Regions from separate parts of the Mus musculus genome. Here all the other regions are linked to region 1. A link is a contact called in public HiChIP or PLAC-seq data. All regions are on one chromosome and are shown on one strand. The core of a region is the stretch at or near the end of the contact, and the rest is flanking DNA. Distances in the headings are between cores, read along the strand shown.

The links. HiChIP or PLAC-seq counts read pairs in DNA pulled down with a chosen protein or histone mark.
Region 2: a contact with region 1 is called in a FOXA1 HiChIP or PLAC-seq map of pancreatic cancer cells. The contact joins the promoter of Nipal3 here to the enhancer-like site in region 1. A contact is called at or near these places in 8 of 39 promoter capture datasets (the C10 cell line, cranial neural crest, embryonic stem cells and 5 more), 1 of 15 datasets of contacts at CTCF or cohesin (embryonic stem cells), 6 of 484 Hi-C or Micro-C datasets (bone marrow-derived macrophages, cardiomyocytes, cranial neural crest and 3 more), 20 of 115 datasets of contacts at active chromatin or transcription factors (the 230-238 cell line, the SCID.adh cell line, craniofacial prominence and 14 more) and 3 of 9 other capture datasets (adipose tissue, liver and pancreatic islet).
Region 3: a contact with region 1 is called in an HNF4G HiChIP or PLAC-seq map of pancreatic cancer cells. The contact joins the promoter of Ncmap here to the enhancer-like site in region 1. A contact is called at or near these places in 1 of 39 promoter capture datasets (hippocampal neurons), 4 of 484 Hi-C or Micro-C datasets (B cells, ECoMG myeloid progenitors, LSK cells and 1 more), 5 of 115 datasets of contacts at active chromatin or transcription factors (astrocytes, bone marrow-derived dendritic cells, cardiomyocytes and 2 more) and 1 of 9 other capture datasets (macrophages).
Region 4: a contact with region 1 is called in a FOXA1 HiChIP or PLAC-seq map of pancreatic cancer cells. The contact joins the promoter of Rcan3 here to the enhancer-like site in region 1. A contact is called at or near these places in 3 of 39 promoter capture datasets (the 3T3-L1 cell line, hippocampal neurons and liver) and 6 of 115 datasets of contacts at active chromatin or transcription factors (the 230-238 cell line, bone marrow-derived macrophages, embryonic basal ganglia and 3 more).

Annotation. Positions count from the first base shown.
Region 1 is chr4:135,643,805-135,646,571 of GRCm38.p6, reverse strand. No RefSeq gene overlaps it. Among named protein-coding and RNA genes, the nearest start is that of Gm30941, 8.8 kb to the left of the region's middle. Within about 2 kb of position 1,426, at least 24 of the 459 cell types and tissues checked have an H3K27ac peak or open chromatin away from gene starts, as enhancers often do. A contact at or near this core is called in fetal liver and pancreatic cancer cells, where this site is marked.
Region 2 is chr4:135,493,240-135,496,052 of GRCm38.p6, reverse strand. It overlaps Nipal3 (NIPA-like domain containing 3), which reads left to right and starts at 1,475. Exons shown (of 12, transcript NM_028995.4): 1 at 1,475-1,623. Stpg1 (sperm tail PG rich repeat containing 1) reads right to left here and starts at 66. Exons shown (of 9, transcript NM_030189.3): 1 at 1-66.
Region 3 is chr4:135,396,843-135,399,542 of GRCm38.p6, reverse strand. Ncmap (noncompact myelin associated protein) reads left to right here and starts at 1,316. Exons shown (of 5, transcript NM_145555.2): 1 at 1,316-1,660.
Region 4 is chr4:135,432,417-135,435,213 of GRCm38.p6, reverse strand. It overlaps Rcan3 (regulator of calcineurin 3), which reads left to right and starts at 1,409. Exons shown (of 5, transcript NM_022980.4): 1 at 1,409-1,602.

The DNA.
Region 1 (2,767 bases), core at 177-2,676:
CCAGGCAGGATGCCTATGTGCCTGTGTGTGACTGAAGTGTTGGCTTCCAGGCTGCTCTGTTTCCAGTTACTTCTTATGCCTGAAACCCACAGGTTCCTCGGCTCACACCCATCCCTAGTTGACACAGTTGTTCCTCATATCTGGGTGTGGGGCTAAAGCTCTAGTTGATGGAAGTCAGAGGTACCATGAAACATCTTTCAGTGCCTCGGACAATCCCATCAATGGATTTTTCCAGGCCAATGAATGTGTCACCAGTATCAAGGCTGAGAAGCTTTGTAAGGATAACAAACTCATCCCACATTAACATACAAACACATTTTATACAGCAGTGTCCTGGTTAGCCTTCAGTATGTACTTGACACAGCCCAGAGTCATCTGAGAGGAGAAGCCTCAAGTGAGGAATTGCCTCAGTCAGACTGGCCTGTGGGCATGTCTGTGGGGGGACTGTCTAATTAGGAATTGATGCAGGAGGGCCAAGCCCACCGTGGGCGGCACTATCCCTAGGCAGGTGTACCTTGACCTCTGAAAAGTCAGTCAAGCGTGAGTGAGGCAGCAAGCAGCATTCCTCCATGCTGTCTGCTTCAGGAACCTGCCATTCCCCTCTGTGATGGGTTATAGTCTGGCAGCAGGAGACAAATCAACCCTTTCCTCCTTTTCCGGTGACGTGTTTTATCACAGCGACAAAAAGCAAACTAGAATAGACACCATGCTTTCCAAATAAGTGAGAGCAACTCAAGGTGGCTGGATTCCCCGAGCACAGCTGGAGCCTCTGCGTTTCCTCTATTGCAACAGTCTGGAAAACTCCACCGTGTGGTGAGGCGCAAAGGATAGTGGCAAGGACAAACAACACTGGGGTGTGACTATGGCTTCCTGAATCTCTCCAAGGGTCTTTGAGAGGCCTGAGGGTTCGGAGCCTACTTTCTGAGAATTTCAGGGATGCTGCCAGAAAGATACGTCCAAGCAGCAGGCAACATGAAATGACCAGGAATACCTATCTGTCTTTTCTGTGGTCCCTGGGGTGCAGGATAGATGGGTGAATGCCAGCTGCAGTAGGCAGCCTGGCCCAGCCTCCGGAATCTTTCCTCGCCCTCCTCCCCACATTCTTCTGTAAGCTTGGCCGTGCTGATCTTTTCTGGGAATGATCTCATGTTTCACTAAAGGCAGACAAGTAGCCAGGATGATGGAAATAAAAGAGTGTAGGGGTAGGGGAGAGGGAGGAAGGGGTGCTTGCTTTCCACTGCCTTGGGGTCCCGTGGGTGAGGGTGTGTGGGGAGGGCCCACGCCTCAGCCTTGCCCCTGAGCCCAGCCCTAGGAACGGTGATCAAAGTGGCCCGCCTGCCTGAGTCACCCACTGGAGTTTCGCAGGATACGATAGCCTAATCTCTGACACGGAAAGCTGGAGGCCCGGCTTTTGAGGCCCCACAAGGAGGCTGGGAATAGATAGGGCAGGGTGTCTTCATGTTCAGGAGGCCTAGCTGCCTCTCCCCTCCTCCCACCTCTCTTGTCTCCAGGTTCTCAGCTTGAGGGGTGGGAGGAAGACAGTGGGTCCTAACTGTCATGCTTTTGGAGGCTGAGAAAACAAGCCTGGAGAGCATTGACACAGCACCGACTGTATACAGCTCTGGGCTGATTCATTTCCGCACCTGCTGCGTTTAAACATCACAATGACTTTGCTTTGGGAATTGCGTATTCTTTCTCCGTTTTAGCTGCTGGGGTGGAGGGTTAAGTGCATAGGACACTTTATTATAAGCAGGGGACCTTCAGAGGTGAGATGCCAGCGAGGCTAGTCAGGAACCAAAGCCCGGATTCCTTACCTCTGCCCTGCAAATACTCAGGCAGGTGACTTCCGTTCCCAGGCACCCAGGCATCTCACAGGGACAGGGGAGGAGGGGTGAACCCCATCTCCCTGCAGATACTTGAGATGTAAGAAGATAAGCAGGCATCCTGCCTTCCTTCGGGCTCTGTAGTGGGCTTGGCAGGGAGATGCTTCTGTGTGGCTGTTGAGCAAGCACACGGGCAATCACAATGTGTGGTGTTAAGTGCTGTGCTGGGGGAAGTGGGGTACCAGGGAGCCAGAGGCCCCAGGGCTCTGAAGGAGAGAAAGACTTCCTAGAGAAGGCGATACACCCACATGAGACATGAAGTGGGCTCTAATGGAGGAGTGGGTTGGGAAGAGGAGGAGAAGTGAGGAAGAATGTAGGAGGAGGAGAGAAAAGGGAGGAGGGAGAGGAAGAGGAGCAAGGGGAGGAGGGAGAGGAAGAGGAGCAAGGGGAGGAGGGAGAGGAAGAGGAGCAAGGGGAGGAGGGAGAGGAAGAGGAGCAAGGGGAGGAGGGAGAGAAGGAGGAACACCTTTAGTGGCTGGAGGGGCAACACTTTAGGACCTGTAGCCACTTTTACAGGAGTTACTAGTGTGTGTGTGTGTGTGTGTGTGTGTGTGTGTTTATGTCCTGCCAGAGGCAATTTGGGGTTTCTACCCTGAGTCCTTCTCATGCCCACACAACTGCCTTCTGTTGATACTATCACTAGCTGGTCACTGAGATGACTGTCAGAGGAGCTACAGCTAGGGGAACAGCCCAGGGGCTGTCACAGGAGACTAGACTTCATGGGAGTATGATCTCAGGGCCTCACACAAGTTAGGCAGAGCTCGACCACTGAGCTGTCATTCAGCCTTTAGCTTGGAAAAGAATGATCCTTGTTTTATTACTGTTTTCTAATTCAGCGGTGTGTGTGTGTATGTGTGTGTGTGTGTCTGTTTGTGTGTGTGTGT
Region 2 (2,813 bases), core at 226-2,725, 150 kb after region 1:
TGGAGTGCGCGGAATCCTCCTCAAGACCTCAAGGACCGGTCCCTTAACAGGAACTGGTTCCTAACTAGTCAATCTATCCCTCCCGCCCGGTCGCTATGGCAACCACTGGCCTAACATTCCAGAGTCCGGCGGCAGGCAACTGGCTAACTAGCCAGGGGTGTCCTCTGTGTCTTTAATGTGAAAAGCTGTTGACCAATCGTTGGAGACGTTTCAAAAACCAACAAAAAAAGCTACCAGAATTTTGGGGTTCGGATTGACAATGCTAAGGAGAACCTGTTAGGCAGGGAACTAACTATTAGGGTTTTTGTTTCTGGGGTTCAGTTCCCTTTTCTTGTTTGTTTGTTTGTTTGATTGTTTCGGTTTTGTTTGGTTGTTGGGTTTGTTTGGTTTGTTGTTTTTGTGACTCATCGAAGGAATAAACCCAAGTGTTCCTACCCATCCATCCACACCCTGAGTGTGAGAGCAGAAAGGTCGATGACATAATTCCCCAAGGGCAACCGTGCAGTATTCCAAGAGCCCCTTACCCGTTTCACCGCAGCCACAGTGCCTAGCCACAGCCCGGCTTAAACCCACCAGCGTCTTCTTTAAAATTATGGGATAGTCCCCTGTTAGAAACTGTCTCCCGCTTGTTCCTCAGATCACATCTCCTGCCACCCACGCCTCAAGAAAAAAAAAAAAAATCTCGCACCGACCCAGTTGGTCTTTGGGCATCTCCCATAATACAATATGGCAGCTCCATCCTCTCTTAAACTCTCCCTCCCAGTTCTACCGCGTTTCCATCGCTGAGGTCTCCCCAATGTCATTTCCTCGTAAAACCTGTGTGATCTCAACATCTCCCCCAGAGGTTGCTGTGCGGCTCTGGACTGAACGGCGCGTGCTGAAAAATGAGCGCGCTGGAAGCTCCACGCGCAGGTTCATGCTCACAGCCGAACCCCTGGGAAACAGCAGCGGGCGGGGGAGGGGTGCGGGGGGGGGGACGGGACTACTAGGATGATTGACAGCCTACCGGGGCTGCTGAGCTGCAGGCGTACCGGGAAATTAAGGACGCAATACAGCCAACAGGTGGGACGCAGGCGCAGGAAAGAAGGGGTACGCACGGTCCCCGAGACGTGTCAGGGCTCTGCTGGGTTTCGATACTGGAGCTACCTGATGGAAGCAGCAGGGGCGCCGCCCGGGACGGTCGGTGGCAGTTAGCGCAGACTGCGGGGGGACACCAGGCGGGCTGCTTAAGCCCAGCCTACTTGTCCGGCAGGTGGAGGTGAGCAGCCATAACTTGGGGACCAAAGCAGCCCGGACTTCTTCCTTTGGCCGCTAGAGGGGACTCCTCCAGGTGAGTGTCAGGTCGCCCCTACGCTTCAAGCGAGCTTGGCGACGCAGCCAATTATTTCAGGATGTCCCGCCCATCCCCTCCCGACAACCACTCGCCTGCGCAGAGGCTTCGCCAGCTTGGGACTGGCAGGCAGTGTAACAAATCAAGTCTCCACCTTTGAAAGCAAAACACTGCAGCCCCTTGGAAACTCGGAGCTGGGAAGGGATCCAAGAGGCTGTACCTAGGGGTGGCACGGAGTGTCCGAGTCGCTTCTCCGGAACCTGGGATAGGTGGATCTAGAAGGAACGTCCCGGGTGAGTCACGGTCATGACTGAGGGAAGGGGTACTTGAAATCAGGCTTGCTGTTTTGATCCCCTAGTATAAATATAGTCTCCCTTGTTGTTGCCAGCCTTGTCAGTTTGGGTTCTGTTGCCTCCGATTTTTTTTTTTTTTTTTTTTTTTTGTCTCTTCCATATTTTCAAGGAGGGTGGGCACGGGTTTGCCTTAATGAAGGAGATGCTGGGCGTTACCAGATGAGGAAGTGGAAGGCCAGTACTGCCGGCTCCAGCGTGCAGGAAATAGCCGGTGCGACTGGCAGGTGGATGGAGGGAGCTCTGTGCTTGGTACTGAAACAGAGGTGTGTCTCTCCGAGAATGTCACCCCTCAGTGCTCAAAAGCCCCGGGAAAGAAAAGCTTGGCATGAAACCGACGTTCTTTGGTCAAACTGAATCGTCAGGTGGTGACAAGACCTCCATGCACGCACGCGGGGGGGCGCGCGCGGACACACACACACACCCTTGTTTTTAGTTACAGCCAATTTCATGGCCGCGAGGCTGTTATGCTCGCTGGAAGACTTGCTCGGTGGGGTTAACGGAGTTATTCATTTAGATGAGGCCGGGGGATTCGAGTGGAAGCAAGCACTTTGTGAATTCTCTTGGGTCAGTGACCATAAACTGTGACTGTGATTGTCAACACTGGCTTGGCTGTGTGCCTCTTGGACATATGTCAGCCTTGGACCAACAATAAACCATCACCAGGCCAAAGTGTGAGCCTTATAAGGGAATGCAACTTACAGAGTCCACGGAGGCTTTGGGGTGATGCTACACGGCAGTTCAAGGAGAATCTTCCTCCCTCTGTCTTTGGGTATTCAGAGCTCTGGGGGTTCCCTGGGTAGAGAGGGGAGTTGAAGCTACTGTTTAAAAGCCAGTGACTCAACACACACACACACACACACACACACAGAGGGGTGCGGTGGGGGGAGACAACCTGCTGTCCTCCCTAGCTGGTTCCCAAGGCCTGTTTGCATTTTCTGACATCCTGTGGGTGGGGCTGGGTATATCTGTTTGTGGCCATGGGTTCTGAGTAAGGCATTCTTTTTTTAAACCACAGTGTATCATGGGCATTACATTTGGTCGAGTGGGCATCTATGCAAGTTACCTTGCCAGGCTCTGAGCTAGGTTTCCAGGAACAGCAGAGGACCTGACAGGTGCCTTCAATCCAGGGC
Region 3 (2,700 bases), core at 67-2,566, 250 kb after region 1:
CTCTTCCATGGCTCTTGCTCCTTCGCCCGCTTGCTGTGTGAGACTGAGTAACTGCTAGATCCTTGGACTTCCATTCACAGCTGCGATTGAACCATTGTTGGGAATTGCGCTGCCAACTGTAAGTCATCAATAAATTCTTTTACTATATAGAGACTATCCGTAAGTTCTGTGACTCTAGAGAACCCTGACTAATACAGAAGTTGCTTCACACTGAGCCATGGAAGCAACTCAGGGGCGCTCGGTCCAGACCCAGTCACTTCCTGGCTCTACTCCCAGTCTGCCACTTTACCTTCTGGGGACCTGAGGCCCACCTTGTCTTCCTGGTACTTCATTTCCCTGTTTATACAAGGATCTCTTAAATCTGGTTGTGAGCCTACCGTGTGCTGGAGAGACCGTGTGGCACCCGGAGACCGTGAAGATGCGCACAGCCTAGTTGAAAGTGGGAGTGCTGTTTTTTATTTTCGTTGGTGAAGCAATAATTCTTTTTTTTAAAAAAAGATTTTATTTATTATAAATAAGTACACTGTTGCTGTCTTCAGACACACCAGAAGAGGGCGTCAGATCTCATTACAGGTGGCTGTGAGCCACCATTTGGTTGCTGGGATTTGAACTTCGGAATAGCAGTCAGTGCTCTTAACCGCTGAACCATCTCACCAGCCCAATAATTCTTTTTTTAAATTTTGTGTGTGCATGTGTTCATGTGGGAGGGGATGGAGTTAGAAGCAATCGTGCCTTTCCTGATGTGGGTGCTGGGAACTGAACTTATGTTAAGCTCATCTTCTAAGCCCACCCCACCCTCCGTGCTAACTTTTAGGCAGGAAACAGGGAATTTTCTCACGCTTGCTAGGCAAGCACTTTACCCACTGACCCATGCTAGCTGAAACGTACTATGTTTTCGGAGCCAGCCTTGAACTTGCAGCAATCCCCTTGCCTCTGCTGCCTGTGTACTACTAGAAAATTAGTTTCTAATCACGCTCAGGAGGAATTTCTGTCACCTGTAAACTGCCAGTCCTCTGGTCCTCGGATCCCACAGCTGGTCCACACTTTCACTCCATCAGCTCGCTTCATCCGATTCAGCTCTCCGTCAACGCGAGGTCCCTTCCTCCTCTTTTGTCTTCTCACAATTCCAACCTGGAAGAAGTGGGTGCGGGGGGGTGCCAGACCTGAAGTCCCCTGAGCGGCAGGAGGAGAGAGCGACGTGGGGACACTGCGGGCGGGGCGGGAGCGCTGGGCAGGTGATGGGGGAGGGTGGTCACTAGTTGGGAGGGATGGGGCGGGACAGGACCCGGAGGCGACAGCGGCGGCTGCAAGAGGCGGGGCTGGGGTGTGGAGCAGGTAGGGCGCAGGGCACGGAACGCGGGGGCTTGGAAGGACAGCGCACAGGGGCTCAGGCCCGCGGAAGATAGCTCTCCGGACCCCCAGGGGTCCCCAGCCTGGCGCGCGCCTTGGCGTGAGCCGGTAGCTGAAAGGTCAGCAACATCTCCCGGTTGTCTGCAGACACCGGTGCACAGAGGTGTTCAGGGTGCAAGCTGAGAAGCACCCCGAAGCTGGGTGCATTCGGGGCTACATCTCTGGCATGCGGAAAGCTGGTGGTTTCCTTGTCCGCTCCTACGAAGTCACAGGGAGCGACCTGGACTCCCGGAAGAAAAGCCTACGAGAGGTAGGAGCCTTGAACTCCCCTCCCCCTCGGGTCCTGAGCTCTCCTGGTTTATAAACTGGGCATCCAGGAGAGCACGCTCCTTCCGAGGCCCCAGGAGCTGTGCAGTCCAATGAGACCAGCACCCGGAAAAGGGGCCCGGGCTCGTACCAGAGTCAATAAGCGAGATGTTGAATCAGCCGCTCCTTGATAGTGGGAGATTCCAGTCCCGGGTACCTTGAGGTGGAAGGAAATGGATTCCTGCCTCCAAAGGGGCTGGGTGGGGAAGCTCTGGGGTGCGGGAGGAAGATTCTTCTTGGAAGAGGGGTTGGGGGATTTGAGAAGCTGCGAAAGGAGCAAAGAAGCCGGAGTGGAGTGGTACCCAATCCGAGTCTCCGCCTCGGCCTGGCTGGCTGTCGCCTTGAGGCAGCCTCTTCTTACCAATTCGGTTTCTTGTACCTAAGTGAAACTTTCTTGTATCTAAACGAACCGGTGATTTGATTTTATGTAAGCTATTCCTTTTTGCCAGACTGGCTCCTTGGGGCCAGGGACTGTGTCTGGTTCACAATTGCCTCACCAGCTCCAGTAAAGCTGGGCTCGTAGTTAAACCAGGGGCTTAAGAGTGGCAGCAGCATTGTGGAGCGTGGTGGCGCACACCTTTAATCCCAGCACTTGGGAGGCAGAGGCAAGCGGATTTCTGAGTTTGAGGCCAGCCTGGTCTACAAAGTGAGTTCCAGGACAGCCAGGGCTACACAGAGAAACCCTGTCTCGAAAAACCAAAACAAAAAACAAAACAAAACAAAAAAGAGTGGCAGCATCGGGTGGAGCTGGGCACCTCCTGGTGTGTGTGGTGAGCAGGCACAGGCGGCTGAGCTGGGCTTGAAGATAGGCTCCCCTGGTCTCTGTGGTTGGGATTGCCCACCTAATTCCTAATTCTCCAACTGGACTCATATCACCACCTGAACTGTAGCTCAGGCTGGACACAGGCTTGTATATAACAGCAGTAAACACTATCCCGAGCCTGTCTGGTTCTGGTGACCTCCAGGTGGCCATGTGATAACATG
Region 4 (2,797 bases), core at 160-2,659, 210 kb after region 1:
CCAGAAGAGGGAGTCAGATCTCATTACAGATGGTTGTGAGCCACCGTGTGGTTGCTGAGATTTGAACTCAGGATCTTTGGAAGAGCAGTCAGTGCTCTTAACCATCTAGCCATCTCACCAGCCCAAGGGGAAACATTTCTATGCTTCTTGATGTGAGTATAGAAGTCACTCTCCATAATTCTTTGATGAAAAAGTGAAGAACTTGACGTGTTAAGTCAAGTTTAATCAGGAGCCTCAGGGTGGAAAGCTGCAGAAACTTCCTAAAGCAAAAGGGATACAACACTGTGATCCTGTGGGGGACACTATGGGAGTCACTCTGACGAGGATGCTATGCCCTGCATTTTGTGCCCATGACTCTCACCGAGTGACAACACTGTGTCCTTAGTTTTGACCCCCTTGTTTCATTTGTCCTATGAAGGGTCTTGCGTAAATGACAAAAGCTGATTTTCTATTTATTATTTGTTTATTATTCAGAAGGGCAGCCGTGTGGAAGTCAGAGAACACTTGCAGGAGTTCTCTCCTTCCATCACGTGCGTCCGGGGTTGGGAGCAAGGACCCTCAGAACTGAGCCATACGGCCTGGATAGCAGAGCAGAATCCTTCTAGCGGGAGCTGAGAGTTCTCCAGCTCTGTACCGTTCATCCAGTTTGTGAGCTGGAAGAGGGCACAGCTCCCTGACAGGCTGGTCTCAGCAACAGCAATTAAAATTAAAATGCCAGCCAGCCTCGGCGCTACTACTAGCCTAAACCCTGACCTAGACATAATTAATGTTCCATTATCTCCAAGGGAGATAAGCAAGACTGTGTGGAAAGGCAAACGCAAATATCATTAATATTGTACATCTGTGCTGGGTGCAATGGAGGGAGGGATGGGGCGCGCGCAGTCACACACCTGGTGACACCCATAGCACAGCCACGTCGCCATCGCCTCTACTGGGCGACGGGAGCTGCGGGGCGAGGTCGGGCACATCCGGCTGCCAGGTTCCTAGAAGGCTACCCCGGGTTAAGCTCACAGGAACCCGCCCCGAGAAGGTTCCTAGTATCCCGGCTAGCTGTTCCTGTCACTGTCACGTGAGGTCAGCAAAAAGAGAGAGAAAATGTTTCTTGGGGGCGGCGGATACCAAGGGGACATCAAAAGTCCCGTTCTGGAGGTCAAGGAAAGCCTCTGCCTTAAGAGTGCCGGCCCAGGGGGGGTGGGAAAAAAAAAAAAAAAGAGTGCCGGCCCAAGTCCCTCAAAGCCAGTGCCAGCCAGCCAAGAGGAGCAGGCGAATGCGCGCGCGCAGAACCCACCCCCGCCCCCAGAGCCCCGCCCACCACTCGGCGACTCCCGCCCACCCAGCTGTCAGCCCCGCCCTCCTGTCTGTGCGCCGGCGCAGCGCGCCCCCTGGGCGCGAGGAACCCAGGGAGGGCGCGAGGCGCGCGGGCCCGGGAGCGCGCGCGACGCTGGCAACCTCGCTCAGCCCTAGGTCACCGCCCGTGTCGCCGGCTGAGGCGGCCGCTGCGGCCCGCGTTGAGGGCGTGGTGGCTCCGGGTGGTGAGGGTCTGTCCGCCCCAGGCCGCGCTCGTGGGCATCCCCCCTCGGGCCTCTCCCCTCGAGCGCACAGGTGAGTCTCCCCTTCGCAGGGCGGGGCCGGGTCGCGGCCGCTCGGAACAGGTTTGCAGCAGCTCTGGGTGATGGATCCCCAGGATCCCTGAAAGTTAAAGCAGCCTCAGCTAGAGCAGCAGCTGCCCAGATCCTCCAGGAACCCCCTAGACGTTGCTAAGGACCAACCGCCTGATGCCCAGGATCTCCCCCAGCAGCTTCGGGGTAACGTCCTGCAAAACAACCCTCGCCCCCAGGTCCTTTCTCCTCCACCAGCAATTTCTCCACCCGCAGTTCGACTTTTTGAAAGATGTCAGGCCCAACCTGGCCCCCCCCTCCCGGAGGGCAGGGAAGGTGTGGCTAGTAAAACCCTCCTGGCAGCAGGTGGAAGCCCCACTCCCCTCTCTCCTCCCCTCCCCCAGGATGCAGGAATCCTCGTGCTTCTCTGCTTCCCTGGCATCTGGAAACTTGTCCGCTTCCTCTTGAACCCTTCAATAGCTGTCTGTTTCCAGGTTGTGGGGTTCCAGCTTCCGTGCGAAATCTCATCATCTCCTCTGGGGATTAAGATTCTAGCGGCTCACGTCCATGTTTCAGATTCAAACTAGGATTATGTAGAGTGATGTTTTATTGTAGGGTTTAAAACCAAATATATATATATTCGCGTCCCAATATTGAAGGCTATCTAGGACAATACATTTACTTGAACTTTTCGTAGAAGTCTCTCATCTACTAGTTGGCCAGAGAAGTAATTGACCATCTGTAGCTATGATTAGTGATTACTTTAAAATGTTATTTTAAGAACTGGGTGTGGCACACGTTTATAATATTAGCAAGTGGGAGACTAGTCTGGACTACATAATACGGTCCTGCCCAACAAAACAAAATAAAACCTATCTTAACACAATGCCATTACCTCTAGTCCAATATATCAATATGTAGTCCTATGAGATGGCTCAGCTGGTACAGACAGACACACTTACTGCAAAGCCTGACAGTTGGAGTTCCCGGATCCCGGGGATCAACATGGCAGGAGGAGAGAATCAGCTTTTGCAAGTTGTCCTTTGACTAATACCTGAGTGTTGCTGAGGCCACAGTCAAACACACATATAAACATTCAATAAATATATGTTAACAAAATAGTGTGCCGGGGGCGGGGGATGTCCACTGTTAAGAGCACCTACTGCTCTTGCACAGAACTGGGCTCTGAGTCCTAGCAC